Linked DNA regions of Zea mays: region 2 is linked to region 1. A link is a contact called in public Hi-C data. All regions are on one chromosome and are shown on one strand. Each heading gives the region's core, a stretch centred on a gene start, on an enhancer-like site or on the middle of the called end of the contact. The rest is flanking DNA. Distances are from core to core; before and after follow the strand shown.

What was found. A called contact is a pair of places that touch in the nucleus more often than the background predicts.
Region 2: a Hi-C map of endosperm shows a contact between it and region 1, with 2.0 times the contacts expected there. The contact joins the promoter of LOC100280823 here to the promoter of LOC103636505 in region 1. A contact is called at or near these places in 4 of 25 Hi-C or Micro-C datasets (bundle sheath, ear, endosperm and 1 more).

What each region holds. Positions count from the first base shown.
Region 1 is chr8:175,008,308-175,014,793 of Zm-B73-REFERENCE-NAM-5.0, reverse strand. It overlaps LOC103636505, which reads right to left and starts at 4,187. Exons shown (of 1, transcript XM_008658847.4): 1 at 1,044-4,187. The coding sequence starts at 2,940. The coding sequence ends at 1,486.
Region 2 is chr8:175,242,132-175,247,737 of Zm-B73-REFERENCE-NAM-5.0, reverse strand. LOC100280823 (triosephosphate isomerase, cytosolic) reads right to left here and starts at 2,389. Exons shown (of 9, transcript NM_001153743.1): 1 at 2,121-2,389; 2 at 1,934-2,009; 3 at 1,672-1,795; 4 at 1,173-1,257; 5 at 343-475. The coding sequence starts at 2,162.

The DNA.
Region 1 (6,486 bases), core at 2,938-5,437:
CGCATACCTACCCCATGCAACGTCGCATACGAACTAGAGCGACAAGACTGTGGTCCCATCAACTTTCACCGACTATAGTGATGCATGCTAAGCAACATCAGCTACTGTTCCCCCACGCCTCCTGTCAACCCCTAATGGGACACGCAAACGACAAAGCGTGAGCTGTTCCTCGGGAGGATACTACGCCTCACCCGAAGCCGACCTCAGCCTCGGAACAAACTCCGCCTCGCCTGAGCCTGTCCTCTGCTACCTGCTCCCAACAACCTCGGGAAGATCTCCGCCTAGCTCGCCCGAGCCCAGCCTCGGCCTTGATAAAACCAATGAAGGAACGTCCGACGTCACCAGAAACAACAGAGCTATCATACTACCGAAGGCGCTTTGCCATACTCAGCACTACTCCAACCACTACTGCATGGTCAGCTTCCCCATCAGGCTAGCTCCACTCGGGTACCTGAGCGATCCCTTAGCCCTGGCCTCGGCTCTCTGCGTAGTAAAAGATTCAAATACAGGAACCAGACGTCTCCATCGGGCATAAGTCAACAGCGAGTACAAGGATCATACCACAGGTCGTACCGACTATAGGGGCTCGACCTCGACTCCTCACCGTACGCGACAAACCCAGGCACCCCTAGAGACCTTACTTGGGGCTATAAATAGAACATCCAGGGCTTCAAGCAGGGGGCAAACACTTCACTGTTTTTTCCTCCATGGTGATATTGGCACTAGCCTCAATCAACTCCAGGGATTTGGAATCCTTTCCTCTCCTCGTCAGCTTGTACTCACTACTGCAAGCACTTAGGTGCTAGTAATATAAGTTTCATCCCTCCTCTGCTAGAAGTAGGGCTTTCTCTAGCCCGAACCAGGATAAACGACTTGTGTTATTTTGCATCACCCATCTGAACTAGGGCACACAATATCATTTCACTAGTTGGTGAGATCCTCAGGTCTAAACACCAACAACGGTATTTAGTATACACGTGCAAGAAGCTAGTCATACACAAAAAACTTTGAGTTGGAGTAGAGTTTCAGAAACTCCAAAAATATCATGATATCTATAAAACCATGGTATTCAAAATAGAGTTTTTTACAAGGTAGCCAAACATTTTTGGAAAAAGTACTATCATAGTTTTGTCTCAAAACTATAAAAATACTTTGATTCCAAACACCCGCTGGTATATTGCACAATCCTTACTTTCTGTACACCGGACTCTGTCACCGGCACGATACCGATGAGAGAAGGGAGACAGGCCCCAACGTGAAAACCAATTTTCGTTTCAACTGTTACTGCTGATAGTGATAGTACAGTCTTGTGTTTTCGCCATCCGTTGAGCCGAGCGCATCACCGCCTCCGTTCTAACTTCTACTTCTTATATACTACTACTGGCTCAAAAAAATATCAACTCTCCAAATCAAAGCTTTGACAAACGCAGAAGGGAGAAAAAGCGTCCGATCCGGACGAGCGAGGGCAAGAAGGCGTCGAACGGTTCAACCGACACGGACGGAGCCTCTCCGGCGCTCCTCGTACCAGCAGATGCAGCTCAGCGCGACGAGCACCTCCACGATGGCCGCCTCGGCCTTTTCCTTGTCCGCCCACAGCAGCGTCTGCAGCGCGTACACGCGCGGCGCGCCGTCGAACCGGCGCGTCCGGTCCATGTTCCGCTCCGCCTGCCACTGGAGCGTGTCGCGCGCCATCGGCCCCAGCCACGCCATGATGCGGTCCACCGCATCCTTCCACCCCCGCGCCAGGGCCTCGTCCAGCGGGCCCGGGTCGCGCCACCACTCCCGGAGCTTCGACCGGACCGCCACGCGGAGCTTCGCCGGGAGCATCTCGTACATCTCGGCGCGCTCTGCGGCGGCCTCCTCCTGACGGCCCTCAGCCTCCATCCGCAGCAGCTCCTCCGCGGACGCGATCACGTTCGCGTACTGCTGGTCCAGCCCCGCGCTCCCGACGGTGCTGGGCGGTGCGTCCAGGAGCTTGCGCCAGTTGGTGTGGGGGTTGTGGCCAGGCAGGTGGCGCCCGATGATCGGGCACGAGTTGCTGCTCATCGGCGGGTGCACGCGGTGGGAGGGGCCGTCCCGACGCGTGATCGGCCCGGACGACGCCTTCGTCTTCCCCAATCGCGGGTGCAGCAGCTTCGACAGCCGGGTCTGGACGCTGTCCGTGGTGGCCGACGGCAGCGGCGGCGGGAGGCCGGGGACGAATGGGCCGAAGATGGAGCAGATGCGTACGAACACCGCGCAGGCGGCGCGCGCCATGAGCCCCACGGCCTTCTTGTAGCTCTCGTTCCACAGGGACTCCTCCTTGAGGCGCTTCACCTTGAGTTGCTGCGTCTTGAGCTCCTGCCGAAGCGACTCCGCGCCGGGTGAATCCTTGGCCAACAGTTGCTGCTGCTGGGCCGCCGCCTGTGGCTGCTGCGGGATGGGGCCGCTGAGGCGGCTCCAGCCCTGGACGCTCATCTTCCGCTCGGCGGACTCCAGTTCGTCGAGCGCCTCCATCTCGGAGCAGAGCTTGGCCGTGGCGGCGACGAGGCGCTCCATCTTCTTGGCCTTGACCCTGAGCCCCTTGGCCACGAGCGGATCAAGACGCGCATCGGGGGCGCCGGCCTTGAGGCAGGCGTACACGCCGCCAAAGTCGAGGCCGCACCGCAGGCCGAGGCGTGCGACGGCGGCGGCCGCGGCGTCCAGCGACACGACCAACTCGGCGCAGGCCAGCTTGAGGAGCAACGCCTGGTCGGTGGAGTTGAGGTACGCCACGGCCGGCGAGCGCATGACGTCGGAGCGCAGCCGGGAGACCTCCTGGTCCGACAATGACCGGTGCAGCGACAGCAGCCTGGACATGGCCGCCGCCGCCTCGAACGCCAGGATGCCCAGCGACGCCTGCGGCCCTGCCGGCAGACGCAGGTCGATGGGCAGCCACGGCTTCTGGACAAGCACAACCATGGATGAACTGTGATGACCCCTCCCTCCCTCTCCCAGCCTCAGCTCACTTTCTCGCTCAGGTGCTGCAACGCCACTGCTCGATCGAAGCTCCGTGCCCGCTCTCCTCAGTGGCTTGTTATACTACCAGACATGAAGAAATACATCCCGCTAGGTAGAGCTTCAACGCTGTCGGCCGATGCCTCGCTGGTGCTCCACGCGGTTTTGCGCCCGCCGCCCGGTACAGGTTCGGTTGGGTTGGTAATCCGGTACGGGTGACGAAGGGAGCCTCTTTATATACCGGCGGTGGTGGTAGTGCTGTTCTGGCTTAGGTCTCTCGCCCTGGGGCAGAGAGGAGAGAAAGGCGACCGCGAACTTATTGCTGATGCCCCTGCAGAGAATAGATAAGAGAGACGGAGAAGGAGATAGAGGTGGCGACGGCGATGGTGTGTGACCGAGGAGGAAGACACGGTCGCCCCGTGGGAATGCCTGGTCCGAATGGTAGGCGCGCGCTTACCTGAAGCTGAAGGGGACGCACGCAGCGTTGGTTGAAGCGTGAGCTTTCTTTATTTCCGGGGTCGGGTGGGGAGTGGAGATAAGTTCATCTCTAACAATAGTGCAAATGACGGTATAAAATATTATTTTACACTATATATTATATTATTTGTAAAATAAAATTTAAAATAAAGAGTGAGATATAAAATTTGCTGGAGATAGTCTCCAACACCACACCGGCCTCCTCCTCCTGTCCCTCGGCCGGTGTAGGAATGGAGTGCTGGCCGCTCCAACGGAGCCCATTGTGCGGGCTAGCGCATGTGACCACGTGCTCCACTGCACATCTCCCCGTTTCGTTAATTAGTGCTTTAACTGTAAAATCAATATTTTTAGTATAATTAATATATAACAATGTGTATTATAGTACTACAAATATAGTATTATTTTTTAAAATTCCAAAACTGATATATAAAAGATAAATAATTCAGTTAAAGAGTGAAGGGAAGTTGAATGGATGGATTGGTTGGAGAGGACAAAAAATAGGAGGAAGAATCAAGAATGGATGAGGAAGGGATATTTAAATATGAATAGAAGGTATAAATAGGGGGATTTGGAAGGAGAAATAGTTGGAGATAGACTAAGCGACCTCGTGTTATCTGTTTGTCCGGGCTCAGTGCGAGGTTAAGTTGCTTAACCCACTGGGTTTGAGAGTTTCTACCACTACAACCTAGATCGGGACTCACGAGTACCGATTTCGGCAGGATATCTCATTTCATTTTATAGGCTTTCCGATTTTACTCCTGCTTTCTTTTCGTTTTCGTTAGACCATACCTATTTCGGCCCTGCTTTATTGAAAACAACTATATGTTATGCTGGAACAAGAACACGCATGGTTATCGTTGACCGTTATCCGGAAGAACGCCGGGAATTCGGAGGTTCTGCCATGCGTTCGTTCAGACCCGAATGCGTGTGGACATCACTTGCTTCGTGAGTGAATCCACAGGAGCTAGTTAGCTAGCTAGGGCGTAGCTGCGTTCAAATGCTGTATTGTTATCGGCCATGCCTTCTGGTCTCCGCTTAAACCTCTGGAAGACCAGAGCACGTGGCCGCAACGACGACGAGCTTTCGGTTGCACGTTTTGGATACGCACATCGGCATGAAAAACGAGCTTTCTGTCGGATACATGCATATGCACAGAGGCACCTAAGCAAGTGCATGCTTTGCTTAAGAATCAAGTCTAATATAAAGCCTGCAGTTGTCATTAGTTAATATTGTTCCATTTCTCGAGGGAAATAAAAGAGAGACCTCCAGCAAACATTTTAACCGTACTATTTTCTACTATTTCTATAATGTTTTGTATTGCAGCTACATCAGTTCGAACAGTCTGAAAACCACAAAACTGTATAGCGTAGATTAAATTTAGAAAAATACGCTAGGAGGCTCCCATTGTCTTTTGCCTCTAAACTCTCTTTTCCAAACTTATATAGCTGCAAATTTTGTAGAAGACATTTAGAAGAGGCTCCATACTCTAAACGGTGACAGCTTGGGGGCAACATGTACCATCCCGAGCTTTCATCGACTTTTTTTTCCTTAAATCTTTGTTACATGTAGATGTTAGGTCAAATCCAATCAAAATTTTCATCTTCTTATTTTCCGAGTCATTACATCAAAACTTTTTACAACAAATCAATTGTCACTTGGTCTACGAACTTTAAAAATGCATTTTTAGGACTTTAAACTTATACCACACATTTACATTTTTAACTTGTAAAAATGTTACATCAGACGTATATTTATAGATCACACGGACTATTACGAAGTTCAATGAAGTAGCATTCCTTGAAGTTTAGAGGTCGTTCATGTATTTAACTCTTGTTACGTAGTTTTGAAATAGTCATCAAATTGAGGAATCCATCTGTTTGGATTGATCTTGTTTATTTAGTCAAAAAAAAGTCAACCTGATTTATGGCTTAAAAAAAGTCAATCCATCTGAACGACGACTAACTCTGAGTTAGAGATGTCCAAACGGGCGGCCCGGCCCGGTCTGGCCCGAGCCCGGTGAAGCCCGGCCCGTTTTGGGCCCGGCCCGCCAGGCACGATTAGAAAACCGGGCCGGGCCAGCTAAGCACGCGGGCTCAATTTCCTGTCCGAGCCCGGCCCGCAACGGGCCTAAACGGGCCGGGCCGGCCCGTTTAGCACGAAAAAAGCGGGCCGAAAAGCACGTTTAGTGTAAAAAAGCGGGCTTAACGGGCTTAGAGCTAAACGGGTCGTGCCGGGCTAGCCCACCGTGCCTAATTTCCTGTCCGAGCCCGGCCCGCTTATTCGTGCCGGGCCGGCCCGGGCCCGCATATAACCGGGCCGTGCCGGGCTCGGACCGGACCCAAACAGCGGGCTTCGTGCCGAGCTCGCGGGCCTCGTGCTTATTGGACATCTATACTCCGAGTGATGGGATGGGTAGGACTGAACATCCAAGCTTAGACCAACTCCAGCAGACTCCCTCTCCGTATCCCTAAAACGCGCGGCCAACACATTCTCTCTCCTCTCCGTATCCGTCTCCGTTTCCAGCAACACTCCCCATCCCACTCCGCATGCAGTCTATGACACCTGGAGCCCGCGAGCAGCCGCGCGCGCACGCAGAGAGCTGCGGAGAGGAGAGAGAAAGCGTGGAAATGGGGAGTGCAGGGACACGGCGTCTATTTTGCGGAGACGGATGCGGAGCCTGCTGGAGAGCGCAATAGTGCCTCAGACCGTGCAAAATGCGGATGCGGAGTGGGATGGGGAGTGTTGCTGGAGTTGGTCTTAAAGTCTACAGCTACAGTATCCGTCTTTCTTCTTATGACGCACATGTTTCCCGTTAGGAATTCCTATGATCTCGATGAAGCGGGCAAGCAGATACGTCATGCGTTAGTATATTTGCCTTGTTGCATATTTGCGCTGTACAATTCTACTCATGTGGAACGCCCTTGCTACCATGGTCGGAGAAACCAGAGCCTACAAAAGCAAAAAAAAAAAAAAAAAACAGCGATTCCATCCACAGTCACTTGTTTTATTTTGAAAAGACAGCACTCCTCTCCA
Region 2 (5,606 bases), core at 1,140-3,639, 230 kb before region 1:
ATTTCTGCGTGAAGGAATAAAATTCAAAGCAGCAGCTAGAATGAGCACATGAAGCTAAAAAAGTTTGAAGTGTTAAAAAATGGTGTCAGGTACAAATATATGTATCATGTATAGCGTAGTTCTTTTTTAAAATGACAATAGCTTCAGATTTATTTCTGTGTCCAATTCACACACAAACACACAAATACATCAACCCCACCACCAAAATTTTTATTATTTAATAAAGTAAAAAAAGGACTAAGAGAGCATATGCATCCTGAACCCTATACTGAACAGAAGCAGGAATAAGTTAAAAACATAAGATGATCAGAATATAACAGCAAGTAAAACTGTAAAAGTTACCAGCAATAGCCTTTGTTTGTGCAGCAACAACATCCATTGTTGTTCCTGCCTCTCTCTGCTCAAGGGTCTCACCAATGCAAGCAATTACCTTGAGACCTTGAGTGAGTGCATATGCAACTTTATCAGCAACAAACTGCCATGAATTGAAATAAAGAAAAGTAATTAAAAAATACAGAAGACTTAACAGAAGCAGGTACAGGTTTAGATGGCTTGACAAAAGAACACAACACATAATCTATATCATGAAAACTCGGATAGTTATATCTTGCAATTGGCATAGTAGATGGTTATCAACCCTGTTAGTGCAGAATCTGAATATACTAGCATGATTTCAGAGCACTGCACAAATGTGAAAAGGCATCTCAGCCTAACAACAGTCATTGTATCACCAAGGAAAAATCTGGTTCCAGTGGCCACAAGTTTTTGAAACTAGATGCTGATAGGATAGTAAATTGATCAACTGTTAAGGAGAGAATCAAATGTGGCATTAAAAGTTCAAATCATTTCAAACAATTCCATTATTTCATGACGTTTTCTTCCAAGCATCTAGCATAATAACACATACGGGCTAGTTTGGGAACCCTATTTTTTCAAGAAATTTCCATTTTCCCAAGGGAAAATGAACTAATTTCCCATGAGAAAATGGAAATCCCTTGAAAAAATGAGGTTTCCAAACTAGCCCTAAATGTATACAATAGGTAAACCAGACAACAGATTCTTCCAAGCATCAAGCAAAATAACACAGGAATGTGAGTTGTCAATAGAGAAGATAAATCAGATCATGTCAGCTAAAATAAATCAACAGCAACTTGAGTTTAAAAGGTTCTCACATCACTGGATTCACCCAACAGAGCTCTGCGCTCAGAATGTCCCAAAATGACCCAGGGCACCTGCAGGTTTACCAGCATCTCAGCACTGAAACAAGAAAACTGACACATATTAGTCAATTGGAAGAAATACTCCAGTTATTATTTCACTAGTGACTTGGATCAACGAAATAGAGCACTATGGACATTACAGATCCAATACATGAGCAAATACAGAGATTCAGTGCAATTACTTGACTCAAATATGAAAGCATTGAAGATCTTGACACTCAAAATCATCCGGACGTTTCATGAAGCATGCCAAACTTGCCCAATGAACAAATCTAGAACCTCTCTAAGACTCTAACATAATCAAGCCACATTTCCACGAAAAAACAGAGGAACTAAATGGGCATAAAATTCATACCACTATACTCCTCCGAGAGACCGAGACAAAATTAGATGCGCTTGAACTTCTACCACGCTGAAACATGACAGGTCAAAGCAAAAGAGAGAAGAAAACCTGATCTCGCCGGTGAAGGCGCCGCCCTTGCGCACCCAGCAGTTCTGCGCTGCGACGGCGAAGTCCAGCCGCAGCAGCCCCTTGACCTGCTGCAGAAAAACGAAAGGCGGACTCACCACCACCTCTGCTCACCTCCCCGAGTTCCAGCCAACCAAGAGATCAGCACATAGATCGGTCTAGTCAAAAACCAAACCACAACCGACACAGGCCCGCAACTGCAAACGCGGGGAGAGATGATGCCATGAGAAGTGAGACGACTCACCGACGACGTCTTCAGAGGGCACCTCGGCTTGGTTGAGCACGGTGACGATCTTCTTCACGTCCTCGCCAGTACCGTTCTGCACACGGGGGAGCGGATGCCATCAGAGATCAAACCAAAACTCTGCGTAACGTCGAATTCAAATCGAGAGAACGGTGGTGCCTGGAGCCTGGGTCCTAGGGGGACTTACGCATTTCCAGTTGCCACCCACGAAGAACTTCCTGGAAGCCATTGGTCGTCCTGCAGGAGAGGCGTAGCAGACGCGATGGAGAGTTGGAGACAGTGGAGTTTGGTTGGTGAATTCGTGCGTTCGTGAGTGACGAGGCGGATCGAATCGAGATGGACGGTTATATCAAGGAAGCCGAACAGGTGGCGGTGGCTGGGCTTCTTGCGGCGGAAGAAAGGAACTTATGATATGCTGCGGGCGCCTCCGGCAACGGCCGCAGGCCGGGCGGAAGCAGCGGAGCCAACCGGTTTGGAGCACTCGCAGCCGGATTTCGTCTCGAACCGCGAGCGACCGAGCCTCGGGCCCAGTGACCAAGCAGCAGCTGGCACCTCCGAGCGACCGAGCCTCGGGCCCAGTGACCAAACGGCATCTAGCAATTCATGTGAAATTACTGTGTTCAAAGAGCCTTCAAATTTTCAATGCAAGATTGGTTTACTAATCAAACAAAATCAGAGAACAATAGCGAACAGTTGACAACTTTTATCTCTACTGACTACTATATAATGTTTCGTTATAGGCGTCCACCCTCCCTCCACTCCTCATCACACGGATGAGCTCCCACCACGCCTACGCTGCTCTCAATCGACTCCCCCACCACGCATCCCCCACAATCCGCGCCTCCCCCACCGCACCATTCCATCCATGGCGGTCGCCTCTCAATCGCCTCCCCTACCGCGCCTCCCCCGCAGTCTGCGCCTCCCCCACCACTCACTTCCATCCATGGCAGTCGCCACAATCAAGCATCCTCCATCGTACAGTGGTGGAGATGTGGTGCCACCATGCCAGAGCCGCTCTCAATCGCATCCCCCACCGTGGCAGATCCACAAACCCACGCCCTCCTCCACGTTCGTCAATCATGTCCTGACCCGCAACAGACACTCGCGCAACCTCCTCTTCCTACCCTATCTGAGCTGCCTCGCCCCCGTCCTGCAATCGCTGCAACCTGAAGGATCTGCAGCGATGGTGAGGAAAGCCATCACCGCCACATGGGACGAGCGGCAGACGGTGACTGGCGAGCACACAATCCCCCACCCACAAAGGCCGGCCGTCGCTACTACTTTGACCCCCTTCGTCGGCGATGAGAACCACCAAGTACGCCCTCCCCTTGGCCTTCCTTTCCTGCTACGGAAAACAGTGCGGGCGGACAACAGCCTGTTGTGCGCGCTGCGCCTATCGCAGTTGTCGGTACCCTAAATCAGGAGTACCCTCTCCTGCAGCATGAAGGCATCACACCCATGCAACGTCCTCTAGCCGCGCGGAGGACCGCGCCTGACCCCGCCGGGTGGGCAGGCCAAAGGACGCCACGTGGCAGGGAAAGACACCACATCTCAGTAAGGTCGGACCCCCACGAAAGGACACCAGACCCCTATATACGAGTCCGGAGCCTTCGGGTAAGTCCGAACTCCAGCAGGGTCCCGGAGCGAGAAGGACACGTGTGCGGGCCTCGCCTCCGCTTCCCTCTCAGGCGGAGACCCGCTGCTTGTGGCCCATGACATAAGCTACCGGGCCAATCCTGACGAAAAGCCGTGTAGCCCCTGCATTTATCGAGGAAAAGACGCGCCGCCTGCCACTGCACTGACGGGCGACGTGCCCTCTCAGCATTAAATGTGTCCCGTTCCATCCGCTGGCAGGCGGCGTCAAGGTCATCCAGCAGACAGCCCGCCTGCTGGGTCTGCTGGTGAACAGTATGCCTGTGCTGAGCGGCGCGCTATACTCATATTCTCTTCCGCTAGAAGCTTCCCCTGTACACCAAGGATACGCAGATCTTGGGCGTCAGGGCGCAAGAGGATGGACTCGACAACAGATGTTAAAGGATCCAAGCATCATATTCTTTATGTCCCTGGACCCACATGTCGGGACCCAGTTGAAAGGGAAATAGGCTTACATCTTTTCCTAAATTGATTTTGGTGGTTAAATTGCCCAACACAAATAATTGGACTAACTAATTTGCTCTAGATTATGAGTTCTACAGGTTCCAAAGGTTCACAACAAACCAATAAAAAGACCGAGAAAGGATTCAAAAACAGAGAGCTAAAGTCAGCCGAAGTGTGCCCTGGTCTGGCGCACCGGACTGTCCGGTGTGCCACCGGACAGCGTCCGGTGCACCAGGGACTCCAACTCCGAACTGCTCACCTTCGGGAATTCTGGAGGCCGCTCCGCTATAATTCACCGGACTATCCGGTGTAGCACCGGACTGTCCGGTGTGCCAGCGGAGCAACGGCTACTTCAGCGCCAATGGTCGCCTGTAACCGCATTAAATGCGCTACAGTGCGCGCAGATGTCAGGCTCGCGCCAGAAGGCGCACCGGACAGTCTACAGGACCTGTCCGGTGCATAGGGATGGCAATGGGTACATACCCGTCGGGTAGTACCATTCCATACCCGTACCCATCAAAAAAAATTTTACCCGTCGGGTTACCCATATATACTCGCGGGTATAAAATCTTACCCATACCCGTACCCGCGCGGGTATTTTTACCCGTTGGGTAACCCGTACCCGCTAGGAAAGAATTAAATTCCAATATACGAATCACTCAAAATATTAAATAAACATATAAAAACAACTTCAATTTCACATATAACAACTCATATGATTACATAACTTGGTATCTAGACAAATGATAACTAGAGAAGGGTTTTATTCTAGTTAAGTTGGACTCTATTAGATGTTTATAGTGCTATTGATGCGGGTATATTTTACCCACGGGTAGACGGGTATGGGTAGTACCAACCCATACTCGTACCCGTCTACCCAATGGGTAAAGGTTTTTACCCATTAACATACCCGCGGGTAGAGAAATCATCCCGTACCCGCCTTCATATCGGGTAAAACCCGTCGGGTATTCAGGTTTCGGGTACCCATTGCCATCTCTACCGGTGCACCACCGCACTGTCCGGTGCCCCAGAAGACAGAAGCTCCAACGGTCGGAATCCAACGGTTTGGTGACGTGGCAGGCGCACCGGACAGTCCGGTGCGCCATGCGACAGCAGCCTTCACCAAACGGCTAGTTTGGTGGTTGGGGCTATAAATACCCCCAACCACCCACCATTCATTGCATCCAAGTTTTCCAACTTCCCACACCTTACAAGAGCTATAGCATTCAATACAAGACACACCAAAGAGATCAAATTCTCTCCCAAGTCCATAGTTCATTCCAAATCAAATAGTGACTAGTGAGAGAGTGACTTGTGTTCATTTGAGCTCTTGCGCTTGGATTGCTTCTTTTTCTCATTCTTTCTTGTGATCAACTCAATTGTAACCGAGGCAAGAGACACCAATTGTGTGGTGGTCCTTGCGGGGACTTAGTGTCTCGTTTGATTGAGAAGAGAAGCTCACTCGGTCTAAGTGACCGTTTGAGAGAGGGAAAGGGTTGAAAGAGACCCGGTCTTTGTGACCACCTCAACGGGGAGTAGGTTTGCAAGAACCGAACCTCGGTAAAACAAATCCTTG